Linked DNA regions of Mus musculus: regions 2 and 3 are each linked to region 1. Evidence: chromatin contacts called from public HiChIP or PLAC-seq data. All regions are on one chromosome and are shown on one strand. The core of a region is the stretch at or near the end of the contact, and the rest is flanking DNA. Distances in the headings are between cores, read along the strand shown.

The links. HiChIP or PLAC-seq counts read pairs in DNA pulled down with a chosen protein or histone mark.
Region 2: a contact with region 1 is called in an H3K4me3 HiChIP or PLAC-seq map of the SCID.adh cell line, with 17 read pairs. The contact joins the promoter of Ccno here to the promoter of Gzma in region 1. A contact is called at or near these places in 3 of 39 promoter capture datasets (embryonic stem cells, liver and stem cell-derived epiblast-like cells), 1 of 484 Hi-C or Micro-C datasets (olfactory sensory neurons), 3 of 115 datasets of contacts at active chromatin or transcription factors (the SCID.adh cell line, effector CD8 T cells and memory CD8 T cells) and 3 of 9 other capture datasets (adipose tissue, liver and pancreatic islet).
Region 3: a contact with region 1 is called in an H3K4me3 HiChIP or PLAC-seq map of the SCID.adh cell line, with 16 read pairs. The contact joins the enhancer-like site here to the promoter of Gzma in region 1. A contact is called at or near these places in 2 of 39 promoter capture datasets (cranial neural crest and embryonic stem cells), 1 of 15 datasets of contacts at CTCF or cohesin (CD8 T cells), 3 of 115 datasets of contacts at active chromatin or transcription factors (CD8 T cells, the SCID.adh cell line and effector CD8 T cells) and 3 of 9 other capture datasets (adipose tissue, liver and pancreatic islet).

The regions. Positions count from the first base shown.
Region 1 is chr13:113,098,977-113,103,735 of GRCm38.p6, reverse strand. It overlaps Gzma (granzyme A), which reads left to right and starts at 2,755. Exons shown (of 5, transcript NM_010370.3): 1 at 2,755-2,854. The coding sequence starts at 2,785. It also overlaps a transcript of Cdc20b not described here.
Region 2 is chr13:112,985,165-112,989,923 of GRCm38.p6, reverse strand. It overlaps Ccno (cyclin O), which reads right to left and starts at 2,122. Exons shown (of 3, transcript NM_001081062.1): 1 at 1,640-2,122; 2 at 848-1,033; 3 at 1-352. The coding sequence starts at 2,026.
Region 3 is chr13:113,022,115-113,026,873 of GRCm38.p6, reverse strand. No RefSeq gene overlaps it. Among named protein-coding and RNA genes, the nearest start is that of Cdc20b, 11 kb to the left of the region's middle. Within about 2 kb of position 2,758, at least 32 of the 459 cell types and tissues checked have an H3K27ac peak or open chromatin away from gene starts, as enhancers often do. A contact at or near this core is called in CD8 T cells and the SCID.adh cell line, where this site is marked.

The DNA of each region.
Region 1 (4,759 bases), core at 1,506-4,005:
TTTGTGATAGCCAGAAGCTACGACAGAAGAATGGATACTGAAAATGTGGTTCATTTACACAATGGAATACTACTCAGCTGTTAAGAACAAGGACATCCTGACTTTTGCAGGCAGATGGATGGAACTAGAAAATATCATCCTGAGTGAGGTAACTCAGACCCAAAAGAACATGCATGGTATGTACTCACTAATAAGTGGCTATTAGCCAAAAAGAAAAGAAAAGACAAAAAACATACAGAATACACAAGATACAGTCCACAGAATTCAAAAGGCTCAACAAGCTGAAGTGCCCAAGTGAGGATACCTCAGTCCCACTTGGGAGAGAGAAGAAAGCAATCACAAGTGGGGAGGGTGGGAGGGAGGGAGGGAGGGAGGGAGGGAGGGAGGGAGGGAGGGAGGGAGGGAGGGACTTGGGAGGGAAAGTATGGGGGTGGGGGTAGAGGGGAACCTGATCTGGTATTGGGTGAGGGAAAAGAACTGAAGCCCTGAGGGCCAGCAGAAAGAATGTAAACAGGCAACCTCAGGAAATAGGAGGTTGCCCCCAGCCCCTATCCCCACCAGAATTCACCAGAGACCTGGAAGGTGAGAGACTCCCATGACTCATAGGGAAGGACCTTTGATGAAATGCCAGTAGGGAGAGGGAACTTATAGAGCACACCACACTTCCAGCAGGAAGACAAGACATCAAGTGAGGGATGGGGTTTCCAACCCCACAGTCACACCTCTGACCCATAATTGTTTCAGTCTGAAAGAATTACAGGGATGGAAATGGAGAGGAGTCTGAGGAAAAGAAGGTCCAGCGGCAGGCCCAAAGTGGGATCCAGCTCAAGGGGAGGTCCCAGGGTCGGACACTACTACTGAGGCTATGTAATGCTCACAAAAAGGGATCTATCATGACTGCCCCCTGAAAGACCCAACAAGCAGCTGAAAGAGTCAGATGCAGGTATTTGCACCCAACCAATGGACAGAGCCTGCTGACTCCTGTTGTTGAGTTAGGGAAAGCTGAAAGAAGCCGAGGAAGAGGGCGATCCTGTAGGAGGACCAGCAGTCTCAATTGATCTGGACCCCTGAGATCTCTCGAACACAGAACCATCAATCAGGCAGCACACACCAGCTGATATGAGGCCCCCAACACACATACCTCCAGGTCTGTGTTCATTCAAAGATGATGCACCTAACCCTCAAGAGACAGGAGGCCCCAGGGAGTTACAGGTCAGGTGGGGTGGGGGTGGAGGCATCCACATGGAGATGGGGTGGGGTTGGGAGGAGCTGTGGGATGTGGAGCAGCCAGATGGTGGATGGGGTGTGGCAGGGAATGGAATATGGAGTGTAAAAAATGAGTTACAAATAAAATTAAATTTAAATGTATATATATATATAAAATATAACATAATAATAATTTTTAAAAGTCAGAATAAATGGAGAAAACATGACCACAGTTATATATAAACAAAACTGACAATCTTCCCCCCTTTTCATTCGGTGCAAGTGTGAATTTGTAAAAGGAAAAAAAAAAACTGACAAGAAAATTACTCATGAAAACCTGAAGCATGCTATCTCACGATCTCCTGCTATCTCACTGATGTTCCCGACAATGATGAAATGATAATGACCAAATGATAACGTGGGACCAAGAACCACAGGTGTCTCAGCAGGGGGCCCTTCTAAGGTCACGTGGTTTCTGAAGAAGTACTCAGTTGGCCTGAAGCCACAAGGTGTTAACGGTGGGGACGAGGGGCTTAACCAGACATCCTCGTGGGACAAACATAGAGCCGGCCCTGTGCCTCACGACAGAGACCACTTCCTCTACTCAGATAGAAAGCTCAAGACTTTCTACTAGAAACCAAGTCAGCACTGTCCTCCAGAGACGGACCATGGAGGATGTCTGTTTCAAGAAAGCAACTGTCCCTAATGCTGGGACAAATTAACCTATCCTTGATTACACGTACTTTATTATTACGGCACGAACTACTGTCCATAAATGTCCCTCTAGACCTCTGCTTGTATTCGTCTTATCTATTCTTATAACCCAAGAAAATAGGTAAAAAGAAATGTGCTTTGGGACCAATTTTAGGACTTTTTTTTTTAATTCCAAGTGTGTGTGTGTGAGAGAGAGAGAGAGAGAGAGAGAGAGTGTGTGTGTGTATACATGTGTATGCATATGCACGAAGAGACCAGAGATTGACCCTGGCATCTTCCTCAAGCAGTTCCCACTATCTTTTGAGACAGGGTCTCTCACTAAACCTGGAGGTTGCCAGTGCAGTTAGATCTTCCTATCTCTGCAGTTCTGGGATCACAGCCACACGCTATTGCACCCAGATTGTTTTGTGGGTTCTGGGGATTTGAACTCAGGTCCTTGTGTTTGTGTGGCAAGTACTTGAACAGATGATCTACCTCCTTAGCATCTAAAACTCTGATTTCTGGCTTTTCAAAGAGCTCCTACTAAGGGACCCTGAAGAAAATATGGCCATTGATAAAAACACCCCAACTGAGTCATTTCTAGTCCCTGCTTATGAACTACATTCTAATGGCAACACGATTCTCTTCCCTCTCAGCTTTCCCTAGGAGGCTACAAACCTCCATCTCCACCGGGCAGCACAAACTACAACAGCACTACTGCAGGTGAGGAGGGACAACGCCTACTCTCCCTATTTTAGTTTCATTTTCCAGCTCTACACCTGGACATTTGAAAGAGAAGAACAAAACCACATCCTTTGCACTCTCATATATAAGTAGAAAGAAACAAACACAGAGATCCCTGCTGATTGGGGTGGGAGAGCCACGATGAGGAACGCCTCTGGTCCCCGGGGGCCATCTCTTGCTACTCTCCTTTTTCTTCTGCTTATTCCTGAAGGTAAGACAGACTCATGTAATTTTCATCAAAACCATCATAGAATAGATTTGTGGGGTGCTTTCACCATGATGTCTTAAGTATAACTGAGAATACTCAAAGCCTGGGAACACTTAGCATTCATTTTTGAATTTCAGTAGTTTTAGAGGAAAAAATATGTATTCATAGTTTCTTTCCAAAAATTAGCAGAACCACCAATGGAGATTGCTGCCGATTTATAGCTTGAATATTGCCTTAAAAGGGAACTTGAGATGAGCAAAGAAATGAATGAAATACTCTTGAGTTGGGAGATCAACCTGTCTTCCAAGAGAGGTAATAGTGGTAAATGAGGCATCTCAGCCTTTCTTTCTTTGACTACTGTGCAGACAGCTTTGGAGAGGGTCACACCTAACCAAGCTGGACAGCAGAAGCTAATGAGGACTGTGGGGAGTTTCTCACTATTTCTCTTGGTTAGTGTTTTCCTGGCAAGTCTTCCTGACTCTGGGGAAGATCTCTCACACGGACTGCTTGGGAGAGCTGTAGTATTTTCTCTTCAGCTGTTCCTGCTATGTAGTGAATAGGAACCAATATTCCTGTCTGAGGGAAAGGACCATGCACTGGTGGGAATGCCATCATTGTTCTTGCCCTGACCCGGGAAGAACAACAGCTTCTGTGAGGTTCTCCATGTCCCTTGAAGAACCTGGTAGGAAGATTGGCGGGGGGTAAAAATGGCAGGCAAATATGGAAACCGCCAGGATTTACCCCAGGACAAATAAGCTTTTAGAAGTAGGAGATGCAGAGAGGAATCTAAAAGAAGTCCTAGGATTTAGCGTGTGACTAACAATGAAAGGGAATTTTAAAACAAGGTTGAAAGATGTTTGAGACCAAAAGTGGACACATGACCAGCATGGCAGTGCTATGAGATTAGAGCAGATTTTCTTTCCTCTTTATTCCTTTATAATTGAATTTTGGTTTTCTGAGGTTTTTTTTTTAATCCAATTATTTATTTTCTTCAAAGTAAACAGTAAGGACAACTTTTCCTTTTACACTTTGTTTTCCGTGTTCAGAGCAGCTGTGTGGACCCAGAAGGGAGGGAGCAAGAACGCAGTACGTCATATGCTGGACTAGTCAGAGCAGTCTGGCAGGCTTTTGAAACAATGTCTGAACACCCCAGCTCCTGCCTCACAAATTCTACTAATATGACTCTGAATGGGGTGAGCATTGCTGGTCTTTAAAGCTTTCCACCTGCTCTAATCCTTATGACGACCTTTTTAAGACTGGCTGGTGGCAACCTGGCCCTACTGCTCAGGCCAGCATGTGTGCTCAGAGCCAGAGCCCTACAGAAGAGAATCTCCTTGAATTCATCATGATGTCCACAGATAGTCCTTTGCAGTCCAGCTTTGTGAGAGTCACCCCAGGAAAACTAGGGATGTGGATAAATTCCCTTTGATTCTGTTCCATTCTATTTCTGAAGCCTAAAATTCTGCCTTCGTCCCAATTCCCTTATGGAAAGTGAACCCTGCCTTCTCTCTTCCTGCCTCTCACTCTCCTCAACCTGATGAGAAGTTCCAGGTCTACAACTGACACTTTGGGCCAGTAGTTGGACTTCGTTATGGAATAAGAAGTGTTGATCTCTACTCAAGCAAACATAACACTCAGCCAAAACGGGCAGAAGGGTTTCAGGAGAATCCAGGAATATTTTGCATAGAAGTTGAAATCCAGAAGCTCTGTCACAGGACACAAGGTCATTTCCCATCAACCATGCCTGCGTTGTGCCTCTCTGTCTCCCCATTCTCTCACAGTAGATCTATTAGCCTGGCCCATTTCATGCAAGTTCTGCTAAGGCTGATTATCTACTCATAGTTCCTCTGCTCCTTATAGTTCATTTGGAAAGGGTTTTAACTAAACCATGTTAGGTCTGGGGATTGA
Region 2 (4,759 bases), core at 873-3,372, 110 kb after region 1:
CTCCCAGGCGCAGGTCCATCTCGTGCTGGTGCTGCAGCAATCCGTCAGCCAGCGCCAGGCAGCAGATAGCCATCAGGGACGGCGTGTAGGTAGTGAACGCGTAATCCGTTAGGCTCAGCTCCGCCACTCCCCGGGCCAGGGTTTGAGCCTCTAGAGCTTCGGTGACCTCAGCCTGGCCGGCTTCCATGCGCCACTGAGTGAAGTGCTCCAGGAAGAAGTTGATGGTGGGCGCGCCCAGGCTGAAGTGGAGCTTATGCAGCACGATGCACTCCAGGTTGCACAGCTGCTGCCGGGAGAACGCACCGCCGCACAGGGCCAGGAGCTGTTTCAAGCGAGGTGGGTGCACCTCTACCTGCAACACAGAGTGTGCTCCAGTTCCGGACTGGTGGGTACCTGGGACCCAAATCCATCCAGCCTAAAACCCGGGAGAAAACTGGGACTCGAACTCTATATTCCTTCCACTTCCACAATTCCGCTCCTGAAACCTCTCCCCCCACCCACAGCTGCTAGTGCACCTTCTCTATCTACAACCCAACTTTAAAATGTGTGTGTGTGTGTGTGTGTGTGAGAGAGAGAGAGAGAGAGAGAGAGAGAGAGATTGACTTTAAAAGCATCTTTTCCAGAGACAAGTACCACAAAGCTTTGGTTGGGCGGCCAGCTACAGCCTAACCTCTTTGTAGTCTGAAAGGATTGTTGCTGTGAGTGGTAAGAGAAGTTAAGGCTATGACATGGAAAGATCTTCGAGCATCTGCCCAGATAAGCCAAGCAACCCAGCCCTAAGCCATGCACGAGTTGGGGAAGGGGGGCGCTGGCTGCAAACACATCGCACTCTTTCGCCTGGTGGTACCTGCTTGCAAGCGATGAGCAGACAGGTGACCCCGAGCAGCTGGAAGCAGTCTGCAGCAACAGGGGTCGTGAGGAGAAAACGGTCCAGAGTATTCACGGTCAGACACAGCGACTCGAAAGAGAGGCCGAACTGGCGGTGGACTTGCAGGAGCCAGCTGAGCAGTTTACAGCGCGATTCGGCAGTCACCTGGCCGGGAGCGAGAGGGGGAGTGTGCTGAAGCGCGCGCCCGAACAAAACAATCCAGAGAGGCAGAGAGGCAAAGGGGAAAACGCTAAATGACTGAAAAATAGGAGGCACGTGGGGGGGAGGGGGGGAGGTACGGGCCTGCCTTAAACCAGGCGTTCCGGAACGCCTGGGAACGTTTGGGCTCGCGCCTGGTATTGTGCACAGTGCATTAGGGCACACTACCCAGTCTAACCCTCTCAGCAAGTCAAAGGGACTATAAGGGGTGGGGGGTGGGGGGTAAAGTTTTTGTTTTTTTTTTAAACAGAAGTGCAAGCAAATTTAGGAGTTCTGGATCTGACGTAGAAGCTGTCGAACTGCGTTATAATAAAACTCCTCTACCCACCCCCTATAACTTCCGATATCCACCTCTCCACCCACAACCTTTCTCCATCTAAATAGGTCAGTGGGCCAATCCTTGAAGGTCCCAATTGCTCCTACTGATGGCAGATAATGGGCTGCAATGACTAGGGCTGTGCGAAGGGCAGCCAGCAGCCATGGAGAGAGCGAGCTAGCCTGGGAGAGACAGAAGCGCGACGGCCCCGGGTCTGGCTCTTGCCAGCGCCTCACTTGTGGCTGGCGCGCCAGCGACTCCCGCGGGTGGAAAAGATTCTCCTGCGCCTTTCGGAAGTCGTAGCAGCTCTGGCCGTATTCTCGGAAGGTCTGGAGATCCAGCGCTGTCAAGGGCTGGGCAGGGTTGAGTAGGGAGCTGCAGTCCCGCGCCGCAGACACTGCGGGGCTGTCGGCGCCGTCCGAGCTGGAGCTGGGGGACTCGAAAAGGTCACAGACGCCCGAGTCTCCCGGGAGCGAACACGCGTTCAGCGGCCGCAGCGGCTTCTTTCTCCGGAGGCACGGGCGTCTGCTCTTCTTCACTGGGGCGCGGAGGTTCTGGTGGCTGTCTCGCCTCCCGGCTCCCGCGGCGGGGCTGCCCGGGCTGGCAGGGCAAGGGGTAACCATGTTACAATCGGGTAGCGCTCCTAGCGTCTACGACGCCCGGAGCGTCGGCGCGAGAGCTGCGAGGAAGATCCGGTCCCGCTGGCGGCGCAGCTCTAAGTACCCGGACTGTGCCTTCCCTCCACCACTCCCCCGGCCTCTCACTGGCTGAGCCCCGAGCCGCCCACGGGCCGCGCTTTCCCGGAGGCAGAGCCACACCCCTCGCGTGCGAGCAACGCGTGGCCCCCGCGCTGGTTGCAGGGGGAGGAGGCGTTGCAACTCCCGCCTCTCACCCGCCTTCAGCTGCAGGCTCCGCGCGTCTGTCGTCACCGTGGCAACCGCAGCCCGGGTCCTGGCGCCAGCTGCTTGAGCTCGGTGGAAGAGCGTAAAGATCACTGGCCACCTAGGGGAGCCATGGGCCGTCTGAGCGGTTCAGCCGCCCCCGGAAAAAGGGAAAGGCTGCTCCGGGGAACCTGGTCCTTGGTTAGATTGTCTGGCCTGGTGTGATCATCTTTTATGCCAACCCTCATCCAGGTGGGTCCGCCTCTGAGCTCCGGACCAAGATCAGGCTAGGTTTTCTTCAGTGACCCATAAAAGGACTTGATTTGCGACTATTTTATTTCATTCCGCTGGCCCAGGGAAGGAGAACTTTGGCGCGTCGCTAACGTCTGTTAAGTATGTGGGAGCCCGTCCTGTCAGACAGGTATTTGTGATCCAAAAACGTAGGAAGTTACTTCAAATGACCGTCGCACAAGCCCGCTGCCCTCTGGATACTTTGCCCCGCACTTTTCATCCCGAGCCAAACACGCCAAGGCTGCAGCCGTTTAGGGCCTTAATGTCACAGGTGGCATTTCTGTGGAATTGCTCACAGTGTGTTCTGCTTTGGGTCATTAGCTTTTAACCCTCTACCTTTCTAGGTTATTCTTTGTGCCCAGGGTAGGATGGAGGGAAATCAAAGGAATGCAGAGTTGGGGGAGGGGGAGGCGCGGGGACAAGAGAGAAAGGTAGAATGTGACACCTTCTCCATTCTCAACCCGTGTACTCCAAACTCCGGTCCTGATCTAAAAGAGACGTTAAGGCGCTGTGAGTTCTGCACACGCGGCCGTCCTCACTGATTCCAAAGACAGCTGGAAATTGTTGGAGTCCACGTGCAAATCCTCCCCCTAGAAACTTGCCAGAGAAGCAGGTGAGGGGAAAGGGCTGGATTTCAGCTTCTCGCCTCCGTTTCTATTCTCTGTGATTCTGAAGGCGCTTTAAATTGCAGCACTTGTGTGACGCGGGGTTGCTGAGAATCACCTGAGAGGAGTTTTCTACATGCAAGTGCCTGGCTTTCTGTCTCCTCTCAGGCTGTTGATGGGTAACATTACGGGGAGATCAACCGAATCCACAGCAAGGGGGCCACATAGCAGACCTCTTCCTAGAAGAGTTTTCTGGGTGAGGAGGAAGGATCTAGGAACTCTCTGATTCTGCCTCTTGGTCCAGCGGGAAAGAGCACAAAGCACCTCATCAGTAGGATCCAGAGTGTACCTATTTAATGATCTTGTTCAGCAAGACATTATTCGGTCTCCATTTCGTCGTCTGTAAAAGGATATTACTTGCCTTGCGAGTCAAGTAACATCGATGAGAAATCTTGAAACTCCCCCCCCCCCCGTTAATTTATTTTATTTATTCACTTTACATCCCTATCGCAGCTCCTCCTCCTCTCAGTTACCGCCTCACATCGCCCCTTCCCCCTCCTTCCCTGCATTGAGAAGGGGCCGCCCTCTCCCTCTGAGTACTAACCCATCCTGACACACCAAGCCCCTGCAGGCCTGGGCACAAGCTCTCCCGCTGTGGCCAGACAAGGCAGCCACAAGCAGACAACAGTCAGGGACGGCTCCCACTCCAGTTGTTGGGAGACCCTCTTGAAGAGAAAGTCCTTTTTAAATGCAAAATAGTAGAGTCCTCTTGAACCTGATCCAGGGGGGTCAAGAATGTTGTTCTGCTGGGGGAAACTGAAGACTGATCAGGCCATCTGTGTGTGGTAAGGCTCTCCATGCTGAACAGACTTTTTTCCCCCAAGGCCTGTACTTAGAGTCAATCCCAACAGACACTGCCTGAGTCTCAGCTTGAAGGACCTATTATTCAGCTTTGGCAGAGTGCTTGCTGTGTCGCCTGCTGTGTGGAACCTGCAAGGAGCTGGTGTTCAGGTGGGATAAACAAAGAGCCATGTGCCATTCTTAAAGGACTGAAATGTGAGCCGGGCGTGATGGTGCACGCCTTTAATCCCAGCACTCGGGAGACAGAGACAGAGGCAGGTGGATTTCTGAGTTCAAGGCCAGCCTGGTCTACAGAGTGAGTTCCAGGACAGCCAGGGCTACACAGAGAAACCCTGTCTCAGAAAAGGCCAAAAAAAAAAAAAAAAAAAAAACCAAAACCAAACAAACAAAAAAGGACTGAAATGTGATGGGGGAGGGGACCAAGATATCAATTTAAATTCAAATGTCAGATAAACAACAAATGCATTTCTCATAAGGATGTCACAGAAATTGTATGAGACATATCTACAAGAGAAAAATGTTTATCTGATAATTACCTGAAACACTGTACTATATGGAACAGCAAGCTATCTTTTAAAGATTTTTTAAAAAAAGATTTATTGGGGCTGAGAGATGGCTCAACGGTTAAGAGCACTGACTGCTCTTCCGAAGGTCCTGAGTTCAAATCCCAGCAACCACATGGTGGCTCATAACCATCCATAACGAGATCTGGTGCCCA
Region 3 (4,759 bases), core at 1,509-4,008, 77 kb after region 1:
GTGGTATGTTCCAGCACGTGCACATACATGTACGCACACATCATACACACTCACATACACATGATACAAGCATCATATATACACATCACATGCACAACATAATACATACATACATCATATACACGCACATCAAACACATCATACACATATCACAGTCATATATACATCACAAACACATCATACATACCCACATGCACATCATACACACATACCATACACACATGTACATCATACATTAACATACATCATGCCCATATCATACACAAACACACATCATAAATACAGCATGCATACTCATAGACGCATCATACACAGTCACATGCACACAATACACATGTGCATGTGTCATGCACATATGAACATCATACATATCACACACATACACATCGTGCTCACACATAGCATACACAATAATGTATTTTCTAAAAAAAAACCAAAATTGGATGATAATGCTTTATAATCTCACATTTTCCTTGTTATTAATGAAGTAGGTCACACTCGAGAAAGCATTCCTTGGTTTTTATTTTGAATTCCGCATCACCTTTTGTGGAAAATTAAGACCTTTTGAAAGATTACAGCCTGATCTTTTTTACTCTTTTAATTTGTAATATAATGGCATGGAGACAAGAGAAAATGTTAGGTACATTAATATAATTTTCAACTTTGTAGTAAGAAATTGAAATATATATAATATATATATCCATACATGTGATCAATTTAAAACTATTGAGCTTGGGAGGCGGAGGCAGGTGGATTTCTGAGTTCAAGGCCAGCCTGATCTACAGAGTGAGTTCCAGGACAGCCAAAGCTACACAGAGAAACCCTGTCTCGAAAAGAAAAAAAAATCCTATTGAGATATTGCACAACTTTTTGTTTTAGACCCTCAGAGTCCTGTTGTCTCTATACCTGTAGCACATCTCAGATCCTGCCATCTGCATGTCATCGATTAGAAGCCACATCTAGGTTGTAGGCAGGGGTGCTGCAGACCAGCACAGGCCCCTAGAGTGCCAGTGGCTCCTTCTCCCTGGTTGTTTAATCTGGCCCAGCCTTGCTCCTCTGCTGTTCATCCTTGGGTTCAGACACCAAGAAGAGAGTAACTTTTCAACCCTGTTATTAATCTGAAATGATAAGACAGGTCTTTAGTAAGCTTGTTTAAAATGATAAACAATGGGGGCTGGAGAGACGGCTCAGTGGATGACTGCTCTTCCAGAGGTCCTGAGTTCAGTTCCTAGCAACCACATGGTGGTTCACAACCATCTGTAATGGGGTCCAATGTCCTCTTCTGGTGTGTCTGAAGACAGTGACAGTGTACTCATATACATAAAATAAATATTTTTTAAAAGGATAAACAATGTAGGAAGGCTGTCAAATCTTTTGGTGATACATAGATCCCATTACTTAGAGATGATTTTCAAAGTATGGTATTCCAAAACCAATTAGGGATTGTATGCATTTCATTTGTAATTTCAGTTTTCAATATTATCCTTTAAAAAATAAAGGCTCAGAGATTGGTCTCCTGAAAAGAACACAGCCAGGCTGAGAGACAGCAGACATTGTCACGACAATGAAAACAAATATTGTCATTAGTCCACCTGTTCTTTAGGTACTTGACCCAAAAAGGACGCCTTGGCAGTAAATCAAATGAGCATGCATTGTCCCTGAAAGTGGTGCTATGAACTCAAAGAAGCAGCCAGCTCCATTAATAGTTTATTCAGGAATTCTAAGACTCTTAACAGGTTATATATATATATATATATATCCCTTTAAGCATCAGAGTCGCATCTGATATATAGCAGATCTATGTGGGTGGGGGTGCTTTGGATCATCTTAGTTACGTTTCCCCTTTTCTTTTGGAACTCCCTTGACTCAGGCTGAATTGAGCATCGTGTAAATGAGCTGAGATGCTTCATCATCAACCATGGAAGGATGATTCAAACAACCTAAATGTCTGCAATTATCGCACGGCTCAAGAGGCTAAAACCAACCTTGCACCAGTAATCCCACCCTTTAGGAGACAGAGACAAGAGGATAGCAAGTTTAAGGCCAGCCCAGGCTATATAAAGAGTTTCAGGCCAGCGGAGCAGTGGTGGCGCACACCTTTGGTCCTAGCACTCTGGAGGCAGAGGCAGGCAGATCACTGAGTTCCAGGCCAGGCTGGTCTACAGGGAGAGTTTCGGGACAGCCAGAGATACACAGAGAAACCTTGTCTCAAAAACGAAAAAAAAAAATTTAAAACAGAGTGAATTAGGCTAGCCTAGGGTAACTTGAGAGATCCTCCTGCTCCAAAGAAAAAATGTTTAGCCAGGGATGGCGCACGCCTTTAATCCCAGCACTCGGGAGGCAGAGGCAGGCAGATTTCTGAGTTCGAGGCCAGCCTAGTCTACAGAGTGAGTTCCAGGACAGCTAGGGCTATACAGAGAAACCCTGTCTTGAAAAACCAAAAAGAAAAAAAATCTTTAAATCACTGGACTTAAACATTTTACTGAATTTTGCAACAGTCCTCAAACTTCTAGACAATGTAATTTGAATACATGTATCCAGTACCTTAGGGATGCTGGCGCTCTTAGCTTTACTACAGAGATTCTTGCAGCTTTCTCTACACTGAAGGACTGAAAACGTGCCCCTTAGCTGCCCCACGGGATATCTGATCCTCACTCTTAAAGGAAACACTTCCAACTTGACTGCTGCAGTAAGTACACGTACCTGTGGAAACACAGCAGCCCTGCGTTAACATTTTCCACGCAGTTGAAGTTAACAAGTGGGCCACAATTGCAGCACAATCATGTTTACATTTCAGTGACATTAGACACGAGGACCTGGTTTACTAGGGGAGAACAGCCCTGAAATTCCCCTTCATGGGAACAGGAAACAGCAGCGGCGCACTAGAGAAATTTGCGGTCGCCCACCTGCCAATCCCTTCCCAAGTTCATAAAGATAAAATAGTGACTGTAGACGCCACCTCTGCTCTCTCTTCCTTTCAGATGTTACACACTCCAGTTTAAGCGCGCGCGCGCGCACACACACACACACACAACACTTCAGTTTAAGCACGAACACACACACACACACACACACACACACACACACACACTACAGAGGAGATAGTAAAAGCCACAAGGATTTGCTAGGCTTGGAATCCAGCTCTGTGGTAGAGCACTTGGCAAGGTTCTGGGATTGACTCCTAGCACTGGACAAGATCAGCTTCCCTCTGGGAGCATTGAAGGGAGGAGGGAAGGGAAAGATGTTTACTGTCACACCTCCAACACCAACAGACTGTGAGTCACAGGATGAGACACAGAGGCACAGGGACAGCCTTTAATATAAAGCCATTTTTAAGCTTCCCCTTCAAGTTAAAGAATTTCCATTCCAATTTCACAATTCTTTGTTTACTGCCCTTTTTCAGATCCTCAGGTTTCAATATTTATCTTAGATTACATAATTCAAAACTGTACCGCCATTCTAAAGGTACAAATGGCCAGATTTTGAAAGAAAGACCTGATTTTTATTTCCTCGAATTTTTATTCCCTTTGGGAAAAAAATAGCTATAGAAACCATTAATGATTCAATTCGTATTTGTTAAAAGGCTCAACCACATACTATTGGTTAAATACGTTGCTCTGGGGCTGTGGAAATGGTTTAGCAGGTGAAGTGTTTGTTGTACAAGCAGAAGAATTAAGTTCTGATCCCCAGGGCCCATGAAAATACCCAGTAGGCACAGCAGCCTGCCTGTAATTCCAGCACTCAAACTGCAGAGACAGGATCCCTGGAGCAAGCTGCCTCTCTAGACTTAGCTAGACTGGTTCTATCATCTAGGAAGGTCCAGGTTCAAGAAGATACTCTGCCTCAGTAAATGAGCTGGGCAAAGTTCACGGAAGGCTTTCCAATATCAGCATCGAGGCTCCACCCACTACATGCCCCCCACATGTGCACATAAGTGCTTTTACACATTTGAATGCCCACTACCAGTTGCTTCTTAATGCAGTCAGGAATCTGGATGGCTTTTGATTGCCAGAAACTTCTTTGGTTTTTAAGATTTTTCTCTTAACATGGAAATGTATCTGGCTGATTGTGTGTGTGTGTGTGTGTGTGTGTGTGTGTGTGTGTACGCGTGCGCAATTTTGGAAGTGAGGTTGGCATTAGGTGCCTTACTCATCCTCTTTCGAATTTTTGAGACAGGGATTTCCCCTGAACCTGGAACTCATTGTGCTGACTCGGCTGGATGGGCAGCAGGCTCCAGAGTCCTTGTCTCCTCCCACTGAGCAATGGGGTCATATGAACATGCCCCTACTCCTGGCTTTTATATGAGGATTGAGGATCTGAACTTGGGTCGTCGTGCTTACCCTGCAAGCACTTGACCCATTAAGCCACGCCCTCAGACCCCATGTTATTTATATTCTTTTCTTTAACTGGCACCTGACTTCTGAAATGCCACGGGTGTTTTGGTACATGTGCACTCCGTGTAATGTTCAGGATGACTGTATCTACTCAAACATTTACCAGAAGAAATTTGAATTTCTTCACATTTTTCGGGGGTTTGGGGTTTTGGGGTTTTTGTTTTTTGTTGTTTTGTTTTTGTTTTTTGTCTTAGCAGAAAGTAGGTGAAAGAATGGAATGGTGATAAAAACTCAGAACAGCATTGTAGTCTCCCCTCCCCCAGCCTGAAACCTGCTTGCTCAGGGGTGGAGCTTCCCGCTCATTTGCTCTGCCACGCCCACTGCTAGAACCTGCGGAGCCACACACGTGCACCTTTCTACTGGAC